2 separate regions of the Drosophila melanogaster genome follow, and region 2 is linked to region 1. A link is a contact called in public Hi-C data. All regions are on one chromosome and are shown on one strand. The core of a region is the stretch at or near the end of the contact, and the rest is flanking DNA. Distances in the headings are between cores, read along the strand shown. Region 1 holds the start of l(3)neo38 (lethal (3) neo38). Region 2 holds the start of CG6959.

The links. Hi-C and Micro-C count contacts between places; a contact is called where the count stands out from the background.
Region 2: a Hi-C map of the Kc167 cell line shows a contact between it and region 1, with 1.8 times the contacts expected there. The contact joins the promoter of CG6959 here to the promoter of l(3)neo38 in region 1. A contact is called at or near these places in 15 of 107 Hi-C or Micro-C datasets (the Kc167 cell line, the ML-DmBG3-c2 cell line, the S2 cell line and 5 more) and 1 of 6 datasets of contacts at active chromatin or transcription factors (the Kc167 cell line).

What each region holds. Positions count from the first base shown.
Region 1 is chr3R:11,776,966-11,782,195 of dm6, forward strand. It overlaps l(3)neo38 (lethal (3) neo38), which reads right to left and starts at 2,163. Exons shown (of 6, transcript NM_001043243.3): 1 at 2,017-2,163; 2 at 509-1,656. The coding sequence starts at 713. prd1 (pruning defect 1) reads right to left here. Exons shown (of 10, transcript NM_141858.2): 9 at 5,037-5,230; 10 at 4,166-4,974. The coding sequence ends at 4,855. It overlaps lncRNA:CR45595 (long non-coding RNA:CR45595), which reads left to right and starts at 3,676. Exons shown (of 1, transcript NR_125145.1): 1 at 3,676-4,143.
Region 2 is chr3R:11,866,321-11,871,550 of dm6, forward strand. CG6959 reads right to left here and starts at 3,140. Exons shown (of 3, transcript NM_141865.4): 1 at 2,475-3,140.

The DNA of each region.
Region 1 (5,230 bases), core at 913-3,412:
ACCGAAATTAGAGGTTGTATATTTTTTACGTTTTACTATTCTCATTTATGATGATCTTAATCATAAGTTATTGCAAGAAGTACCCGTTAGTTTTTGATGACTATCAGCAGCCCGTTTAGTTTATTTTTGAAAAAGAAGGCTATCCAGAAGTTGCCATTCCAACAAGAGTAGTGCCCTTTGCCCCAAAACAAGACCCTCTGTGTGTAGGGCATTAGGCGAGGCAGTAGCCGACCCCCTCTGCCACTGCCTCTGTCAACGACTCTGTCTCCCCACCACCACCGCCACTGTCGCTGCTCGAGTGAGAGTGTATACCCCCTGACGCTTTGACGCCGGCGTCGCTGCCCGCAGCGGGCGAAAATAAATCGATAAAAATAAAATAAATTTTTAGTGATTATGTTATACAGACACATGTGCCTGCATGTGCATTGCAGGCGATTGTCTGTCCGTATGTGTAGCCACATTGTAAATGTTGTATAGTATAGTGTAGTGGTGGGGCAGATGCACTTACCGTTGGGCACATTCTGATTAAAGTGATTGCCATTGGTCTGATATCGCTGCACATGGTTATCGGTGCCGGCCGCTGCCGCTGCGGCTGCTGCATTCGCGGCAGCCGCGGGGGGCGTGCCGAAGGCGCCCGGCGTCTGGGCGTCGAATTTAGCGGCAAATTGGTGGATGCCGGAGAAGGGGCCGCCGAACGCGGAGAAGTTCATCATGTCAGGATCGGGATGATCGGCGGGGTAATGGATAGTAGTTCTAGGGCCTCGAGGGGCCCTTTTGGTTTAAGCAAGACAATCTTTCGAATCGCTTTAGCACTAAAACTCGATCGGTCGCTAATATTACTTGCAATTCTATTTCTTTTCTTTTTTGTAATTATTTTCTGCACAACGCGAAACGATGACGAAGTGTTGTAGTGGGTGGTGGCGGTAATGGTAATGATGGTGGTGGTGCGCTGGTTGTGTGCCTTCTGTTGTTGTTTTCCTGTTCTCCGCCGTCGCTGGTGGGGGTTGGTTTTCTTTTCTTTGCCTCCTTTCCCCTGGTCGCACTCATACACTAGCACTCACACAGAGGCACATAGACACACGTACGCGCTTACGAGCGCACAGTTTTATGCTGTGCTTTGCTTTTTCGGGGGTAGAAAAGCAGAAAAGCGGGCCCAAACACAACACGTACACACACACACACACTAGCTCGCACACGCGGAGAACCACTTTCGGTTTCGATTTTGATTCTCGATTCCGCTGGATTCTGATTCCGATTCTGCTTCTGCTTCGCCTCAGCTCGAACTAAGCACGCACACACAACCGGCGGAACGGAGCGGAATCGCACTAAAGTCTCGCTTACGATTTCGCTTACGACCGGCTCGTCGAGGCTCCGACATCAAACTAAAAGTAACATTACAACGAGGCGAAAGAAAGCGGAAACACTGGGCCAGGCAAAGCGACGCGGACGCGGACGGCGGCAGCGCTGCGACGCAAATGACAGTGACAGTGCCCAGAGGCACGCTGGGTATATCGGTTGGGAGGTATTCGCACCCCTTTTCCTCGCTTATGGTTTAGATGGTTTTTAGTTTTTATATTTCGTTAGAGGGCTAATGGCACTCGTTTTCATCCAATCTCTCATGGTTACCTTTATCGGTAGTTTAGATGGGTATTTTACCTATAAGTTGATCGTTTAATTAGTTTTTCAAATTATTTAATACATATAATAAATAGAATGTTTTTAAATCAACCGATTGCTAATGATAATTTTACACCCCTTTTAGCGCTCCTCTTGTTAAATATATTTTTTTTAATTATTCCCAAGATCATGTTAAGCATTGGCAATGACCCCCCGCATTTACTGGGTAGCAACTATTCGTCTACCAACCAATTGCACGACTGCAGCATTCTTACATGTCTGTATTAGTTCGCTGTGTGTTTGTACGACTGTCTGTATGTTTGTGCGCTGTGTGCCGCTTTGAGGGTGGAAGTTTTTCTACTTCTCTGGAAAATGCGCGTTTATTTGAACGTTCCTTACATTTCGCTGCACCGAGTGTCGGGCATATGACACTGGTCCCAGGCCCCTGCTCCCGAAATTGGCTTGGTCACTTGGCCAGATTGCTGGGCAGAATATTCATGCGCGATCCGTGCAGGCGAAGTGCAATTTATGCTGGGACTGAAGCCGATACCGAGCTGATCCGAACCTCATAGCCAGACACGCAGTGAGACGAGCCACGAAATTCGCTGTAAGTTATCAGGATGAAAACCGGTTGGGAGCGAAGCATAAAAACTGGTTTCCAGCGAGAGATGAGCTACTTTTTGTGACCGCCGTCGAGGCAACAACAAATGTATTGACAACGTCGACCAGGATGACTTTTTGAATATCTGGATTTGGTTTAGGCACAGCAGAAAGGGCCATTAAGATTGCATTTATGTATTTTAATGGTAGGGAATAAATTTATTTGCATAACAAAATTCTGGATCTTGATCACTTTGGATGCCCTAAACTACTAAAACTACTATTGTAGTTCTTTGGAGGGTAAAAGGATAACCTGCTTTTAATATATTTCCTGATAATGGCTACCTTGTTGAAGAACATTTTTTAAAAATATTACATTATATCTGGGTTTGAATATAGCCTTTAGGACTCGAAACAATCATAATGAAATTTCTTATTAACTTGCAAAAAGGGTACTCATAGATCGACGTAGAGTGTCCACAAGAAAAACGCACATACAATGCGCCTTGTATTTTTATTTGGTTTTCCAACTTTTTGGGGTTGTGTGGTATGGCTGTGCACTTATACGTTTACATGTGAATATGTCAGTTTGTAGCGGCGTATGTACGATGTGTTTTCAAGTATCTATGTTTGGCTATATGCTTGTGTGCATGTATCTGGATCTGTTTGCCCACGGACATGTGTAGACGAAGGGAAAGGAGAGGCCGAGAGAGCAGAGCGTTCTCGAGCGCATTGCTCTCGTTGCATTCAATTCTGCCTCTGCTGTATGTTGTATTAATGAAAGTGAGTCCAGCGGCGAAAGAAAGCAGGCCGTGGAACTAAGACAAGTTCTTTTTTTGATTCCGCTTCTGCCTCTGTTCTCCTGCCTTCTTGCAAGTGTTTTCATGTTTTCCAAACCCACATCTAGGGGTTCGAGATCGGTAAAATAACTCCCCCTAGGAGTTTCGACCCATTTTCAATTAGTGATCCCTCTTCATTATGAATTTTGATGACAGATAAATACTTGTATGTACATACATATATATGTACATACATATATACCCCCATTTACATAAGCTTAATTAACGGAAATATTTCTATAACCTAGAGATATAATAATATGCGTATGACTTCTTTTTTTAATAAATTTAAGCAATCTCTATTTATAATATTAACATTATTAAGTAACAAAATAAATGCGCAGGAGACCGGCAAGTCGATTCGACTGCACCTTAATTTTTATGTGTTAATTCACATATACACGTGCACTTGCATAAGCGCCTGTGTGTGCATGTCTGTATGTCTTTTCTCATTCTTGTTTTTTCCTGTTGCAGTCTTGTCTTCTACTCGTTTAATACAGAGGGTTGGAGTTTTTTACGTTCTCTCACATTCTCCTTGTTTCGTCTCTCACTCACTTGCTCGTTCTCTCGTCTTCTCTCTTTCTGCCGCGCTTGAATCTTTGAATGCAATGCTTTGTTTAGCTTGATTTTCGAGCAATTGCAACTGTTACATGTGTTATCTAGAGTTTATATGCACATTTTCCAATTATTAATTACTGCCGATCGACGGAAGATACAAATATTCTGAGTATCGAATAATAGTTAGAAAACTCGATCACCGGCACTATCAAATATTTTGATACTCTCACACTCATGGGTACAGAATGTACCTGCAGATACTTCGATATACCGATGTACATATACATATGTATGTACATAGTTGTGCACATGTACACAATGTATGTTGATGTTAGGTTATTTGTATGTAACTTGTTTCCTTATTCAGCATCCTCTCCAGACCCCCACTCCATCTCCCCCACACTCATTCGGAATATAGGGTCCCACACAGCATAAACCCGACTTAGAGCCCAGAAAACCCTTTCCTCTGTAAACCCTTTCACCACTTGCAATTATTGAAAATGTCAAGGACCATCAGCGAGCTCAGAATAAATAAAAATTCGTTTTGTAATGGCGTTTATTGGTTTTATTAATTATCATGAGCTTTTAGTGGGCTGAAAGGCTTACAGCGAAATGTCGGGCGTTGGGAGGGGAATTTAATCTATGCTAATTGAAAAGGAGAGGCACAGCATTGCAAAATAAGATTAAGTCCACCATGCACACTTTTCCTAATACACATTTATAAATGTTTGTTTTGTTTATTTTATAAATAGCCACATATTGTTTGTCGTATATCATATGGATATGATCCTTGGACCAAAAGAGCACCCCCAAAACATAACATTACCGATTGATTACATGTCCAATATTCGTATAAGTTAGATTATGTATAATATTTTGTTTCTTATTATCTGTGCAATATTTGTACACAATGTATTTATAAAAGGTAAGAAATAACGAATGTAGAAAATCAATAGAAACTAAATATCCTACAAAAGAGCATACCAAAGATCAGCGACTTTAAGTTTAATATCACAAAAATTATTCAAATGAGATGTTACTAAGCGCAAACGAATGAATGAGTCAAGCGGAGGCACGCATTACAAAATCATAATACATAATACATACAGACTATATAAATATCAATACTTTTTGTTCTTTAGCTATTTGAGTATTCAGGATAGAATATTTAACGCTTGAGTAATGTATATGGAAATATAATTTTCTATTTGTAAATGGAGTATATATGGCCAGAGCCACGTTAACCCAGCGCAGCTGATAGCAAAGGCTCCCAGGCCCTATTTGTGTCCATATAAAGTTTATTATATTGCTCGGCCAGAGAGTCACCGTCGTCTAGTATGGTTATTGGAAATAGATCGTTCTGTAAAATTAGAATATTTCGTTATTGCTAAGGAAAGGTTTAGTAGTCAACGAGAAACATACATTCTTAGACTGCCAAAGCTGCTCTAGCAACCGCAGGAAACGTTGCATTTCCATGCTGCTGGCAAAGAATATAACCAAATCGTCCTGGTTTTCCAATGGTGCCTCCTGGCAGGAGAACTCCAGAATGCACCACCAAGTCTCGCTCCGCGAGGTTATCTTAATGCCAGTCATCTCTTTGATGTCCGCACAAGTTA
Region 2 (5,230 bases), core at 1,890-4,389, 90 kb after region 1:
GCAGAGAGAGCACTGCAATTACCTACATCCCTTGGCCAAGCCACAAGCTAAGTAAATATCTCAAAACAAAGGTAACTATTTTTGTAGCTCAGTTTCAACCACAGAAAGTATAACCCTTTCTCCCATGCTGTCAAGTCGAAAGTCCAAAGTTATCGCTCCATAAATGTAAATGTATTTGATTGCCATTTTTGCAAATATATCCTTGGCTGGACATGAGAATGGCATGAGAAGTAATTAAAGAAAATATTCTTTGTTTTTCTTTCATTGGCTTTGCGAATGGAATGGGCGGAAATGGGGCAAAAACAGATCATGAACATTTGCCACCGAAATAAATATCCATTGAATTTGCTGAAAAGGGTTCAAGGATATGGACTTCCTTCCTGGCCAGGGCAATAAAACATAACAAGTTGTCACAAGTGTGACACTGATTGAAATTATAAACTGTCACCAGCAGGGACATCCCTCGGATGCGTAGATACACCCATCCACACACACACACGTTCGAGTGGGTGTCGTACCATGTATATTATTTGAGATTTTTGCATACAAATTATGCCAAAAGTCTGTCCCTTGGCAACTGCAGCAAATGTATTCCAAATATTTGCCCGGTGAAAGTGTTGGCGATATAAGGACGAGAGGGCGTGTGCTAAAGGACGAAGGCTTCAGGGGGGAAATATTCGGTGGCTGGATAAAGTTTTGGCCTGCTGCTGTGCGATAGAAAAAATATTGTTGCGCATTAAGTCTGGCTTGCTGGGCTAGTTGGCAGTTTTAGTCCTCGGCTCCAGTGGCAGATGCACTGCATCCCAAACAGCCTGCATATTAACCTACCCAACTCCCATCATCATTCTGGCTGCATAAACTTTTAATTTGTGCGTAGCTAGCGAAAGTATATGAAAAATGGCACGAAAACAAAAGTTCCCCATAAAAAGTAGACGCATGGATGCAGGTCCATGGACACCATGGACACACCATACAAGGAGGACGAAGACAGGGGCACAGGAGTCCGTAATTGAGGCAAACTGTGAAATACGAGTACATAAAGTCTCGGCAAAAGCAGGCCAAACAAATTAAAAAGGCGCAAGCAGCGGGGCAACATTGGGGTAGATCGGGATACAGGGATTGAAAGATAATTAAGTGAGTGCGCAAAAAAGATGAAGACCGCAACGGAGGTAGTCAAAGTATCTGATGTCCTTAAAAAAATTGTGCACAGTGATTGACTTCAATATTAAATGCCGTAAGGTACAATGTATTTATTACAATGTAATTATTCTGGGGGCTATATTGGTTAGGCGTATGTAGTAAATATATAAGATAGTGGAACTCTCGGCCCAGTTAATTCGATTCAACATTACTTCATTGAATTTCCCTCGTTAATCAGGTATTGATTAGGCCAATAAATAATGCAGGCAAGCAAAGCCAAATTGTTCTACAATACATTGAAGAGCAAACAATTCATGCTCCCAATACTAGCCCCACGATGGGGAAAACTAAGTAGACAGTGGGGATAAGAACGAGTTAAGTAAATTTCAATTAGTTAGTACCTCGCCATAAAAAGGGCTAAATAAGAGACTGCGAAGGAGGAAGAAGTTCACCCAAAAAAAAGGAAAAAACAACTCTTCCATATTCCTGAAAAGTTGGCTTCGGCTTAAAGTTGACAATTAAAAACTTTTCGGAGCTTTTCGTGTTTTGTTGTAGGTTCTTTTGTTGTTGTTTTGCCTTTGCTATAGGTTGTTGTTGCCTTCTCTTGTCTAAATTAGTTTTTTTATTGCCCTTACATACAGTAGTATCATTTTTTGACAAAAAATGGTTATTGAGTTTGCAAATATAATCTTAATTCAATTAAGTTCGAGATTTAATTCAAAATAAATCCAGAAATTCTTGTATTACAAATTTTTAATACTTATTTTAATATTATACATATTTAATATTTTCCGAACTTGAACGATATTCAAACCTAAAGTTTTTATATGATTAATTAACCGATTGAATATGATGACTGAAAAGTGTAGTAAAAACGGCAAGCGTGTAAAAAGTTCGTGTATCTGAAAGTTGGCAATTTTGATCTATTTTTGCCCAAATTGAGAGACAAAGTTTGGCAAAAGCAAAACTGTGCAAATTAGTTTAGTTTACTGGTGTTTTGTTGTTGCTCCAAAATGATTTACATTTTCTGGGTTCTCGAATCAAATTAGAGTTGTCTCCGGTTCTGCTTGGTCAAATAAAGAATGCCTCAACAAGTTGTTGGTGGTTTTTTATTTTTTATTTTTTGCAAAGAGTGGAGAGAGGGGTTTTTTTGGGGAGGGGAGAGGGGCAATGCTTAGGGACAGATTCTCCGATCAAATTAAAGTTACTTTTCACATACGACAAAAGCCAGTTTGCTACTCCGCTGGCGTTGACGTCGACTTCGGCAGCGAAAGCCGCGACATGTGGGCGGTAAAACACACACAGATACACACGCACACCACTGAACAACTCACCTCGGTCAAAACGCTGCGACTGCGCTGCTTTCGATTCTGCTACGGCGGTTCGAAACTGGTTTTCGTATGCTATAGCTATATGCTATATGCCATTTGCTTATATGTACATATAGTATTTCTGGCTTAGCTTCTCTTCTCGTCCCGTCGATATGTGCCTGTATATGTACTGCTTTGGTATTTCACCTCTTCTTCTTTTTATATTTCCAATATATATGTGTTTTTTATGGCGTTGCGAAACACTCGAGTAGGCTTGTGCAGTTGTTGTTGTTGTTGTTGATGTTGGCAGCCTGTGGGTTCTGTTGGCCCATATGAGACAAGCATTCAATTAAGCCCCACAATTGGCCAGCAAACAAAAGAAATCACACAAGTAAACACAATTCCTCACTGTTTCACCCATACGAGCACAGCTAACCTGTGAGCTTCACTTGTCGCGCGCGCGCTTTTCCTCAGCTTTTCCTCGACCGCGTGGGCGCAGATGTGGGCGTTGGGTTGGTCGGAGCGGCAGCGACGGCGGGACGATGGACGGGATAGAACGGACCGCCAAGCGGCTGGCTAGTGGTTTCAAAGTACGTTGCTAGTAGCGAGATTCTCCAGAGCGATTGATTTACCCAGACGACAAGCGCGCGACGACACATCCGCACAGCACAAAGTTTATAAACAAACTGAAAACTGTAGCCGAGCAGCGACGCCGAGCGCCAATGGCAGCAGCGTCGCGACAGAGGGAGGGCAGAGAAGCAGCCCCACAATGGCAGCCGGCTTCAAACGCGTTCGATGGTAGCCGGCAACTCCAACATGTTCGAAAGAAAACGAAGATTGGGGTGTTGGGGCTGAGCTGCAGTAGAAACAAATTGATATTACAAAACTGTTGTAATTGAACCTTTAATCAGGCCCAACTTTAAGGTAACTAGCGTTTAATACGACAATTTAAAGTGGTCGAAATGCATTAAATGCAAATATGCCTATGCATTTGCTAGTGAACTTAAATCACAAAAATGCTAACAAGATTGATATGCCTACTCATATGTCAGTTTTATGTCAGCTAATGAATAATAATATATACAATTATAGAATTTTAAAATTACTGAAAAATCTTCCTAAATAGTAACTATTTATACTGTATTATAGTCCACTTAGCAATAAGAAACAAGCTAAAAAAGCCACAGAACTTCTGAATCCACCCTCGCTTTGATTTTTGGTCTGCCAACCTGTTTGAGTTCGATGTGTTGCATTCGCAGTGGGCTCCAAAACTCCCCAGACGACAGAAGAGTATAAATAGCAGGTAAGGAGGATTTAAGAGCCACCGCGATTAAACCCATTTGATTTTGCGCCAAAAAACTACTAATTTTAGTAACAAATGCTAACCCTGCGCTTTTCATTTAAGCCAGGCTTTCATGCATTACATTTCATTTTCATTTTTCTTAGTCGCTGATTGTTTGTTGATGTCATGGAGCGGTTTTTCTAGATATATATGTATATGTACGTGTATATGTATTGTTTTTTTGCTGCTGCTGACGCTGCTTCTGTCACCAATGATGTTGTTTTTGTTGTTGTCGCTGCCGCCGCTGTCGTCGTTGCTAAGTCAATTTTAAGGTTTATTTGAATTTCATTTTTCCTAGTTTTTCTTTAGCGTTTTTTCGCTTCTTTACTTTGACAGCGGACGTTGTTGTTGATATTTTTAGTGTTTTATGTAAATTTTCCAAGGCGCTATTGAAGCCAGGTTTGTGCCCACTCCCAAGTACATACATACAAACATAGATATATGCATAGTTGCTAATGAGGTTGGCTTTATGCCCGTGGCTTTATGCCCGGCCATACTTATTGGTGGCGCAGGCTTTTTGCTCCTGCATCACTTTCCCTTCAAGCCTGTTGCTTGTGTGTGTTTGCTGCGAACTAATAACGAATTAATTTTGATTTGAATTATTCATGCTCGGCTCAACACACTCACAAATGGGAGTTTGGCAACACACAAACACACACATGCATGCACATTGACAAATAAATTAGCATTTCGAAAAGGGGATAAGCCGATTTAACACGAAATATGCAATTACCGCACTGGAAAATCCGTTTTGGATATCAAAATCAAATTCAAATCGAATTCCCCATTTTAACTGCCGTGATAAATACACGCCTACTGCTTGAAATAGAATAGAATAGACGTATGCAGACAATCTATTCTTAGTAACAATAACTGCATTATAAATAAATACTGAAATATATATGAAACTTAACATTCCACGTTGATGTCATCCTGTTTTGCCGGCAGTTAGCAGATATACTCCGGAATCTTCTGACGATCGGTTATCTGACTTAATTCGGATTTAACTAAGTCTCCTTTCCTTTCTTGCTATCTGCCTTTAGCAGGCAATCAGCAAAGACAACAGGCAGGTGAAAGGGGCAAGGTGAATGGAGAAAGTCTGAGACCCCCATTTCTCTCCTTTCAAACAGCTATCCTTTCGGTACCGTTAATGATGATGCCACACACGTGTTCCTGCCGCTCTGTGCGTATGTGTGTGTGAGGAAGATGCAGCTGAGCTCCAGTAGGATGCACTCATGCAGCTTGATTGGCCTCCTCCTCGTTTAACCAGCCAAGCTCCACCTTTCACCACCCCCAACCCCCCAGCCACCCTGCATTCCGCCCACTGAATGACAGTCAAAGCCGAAGAAGGAAAACAGGCGGTGCGGGAGGGTAAGCTGGGTGAGACGGAGAAAATAACTTCCTGTACTTTATGTTTTACTACTTTTTTTTGCCTCGA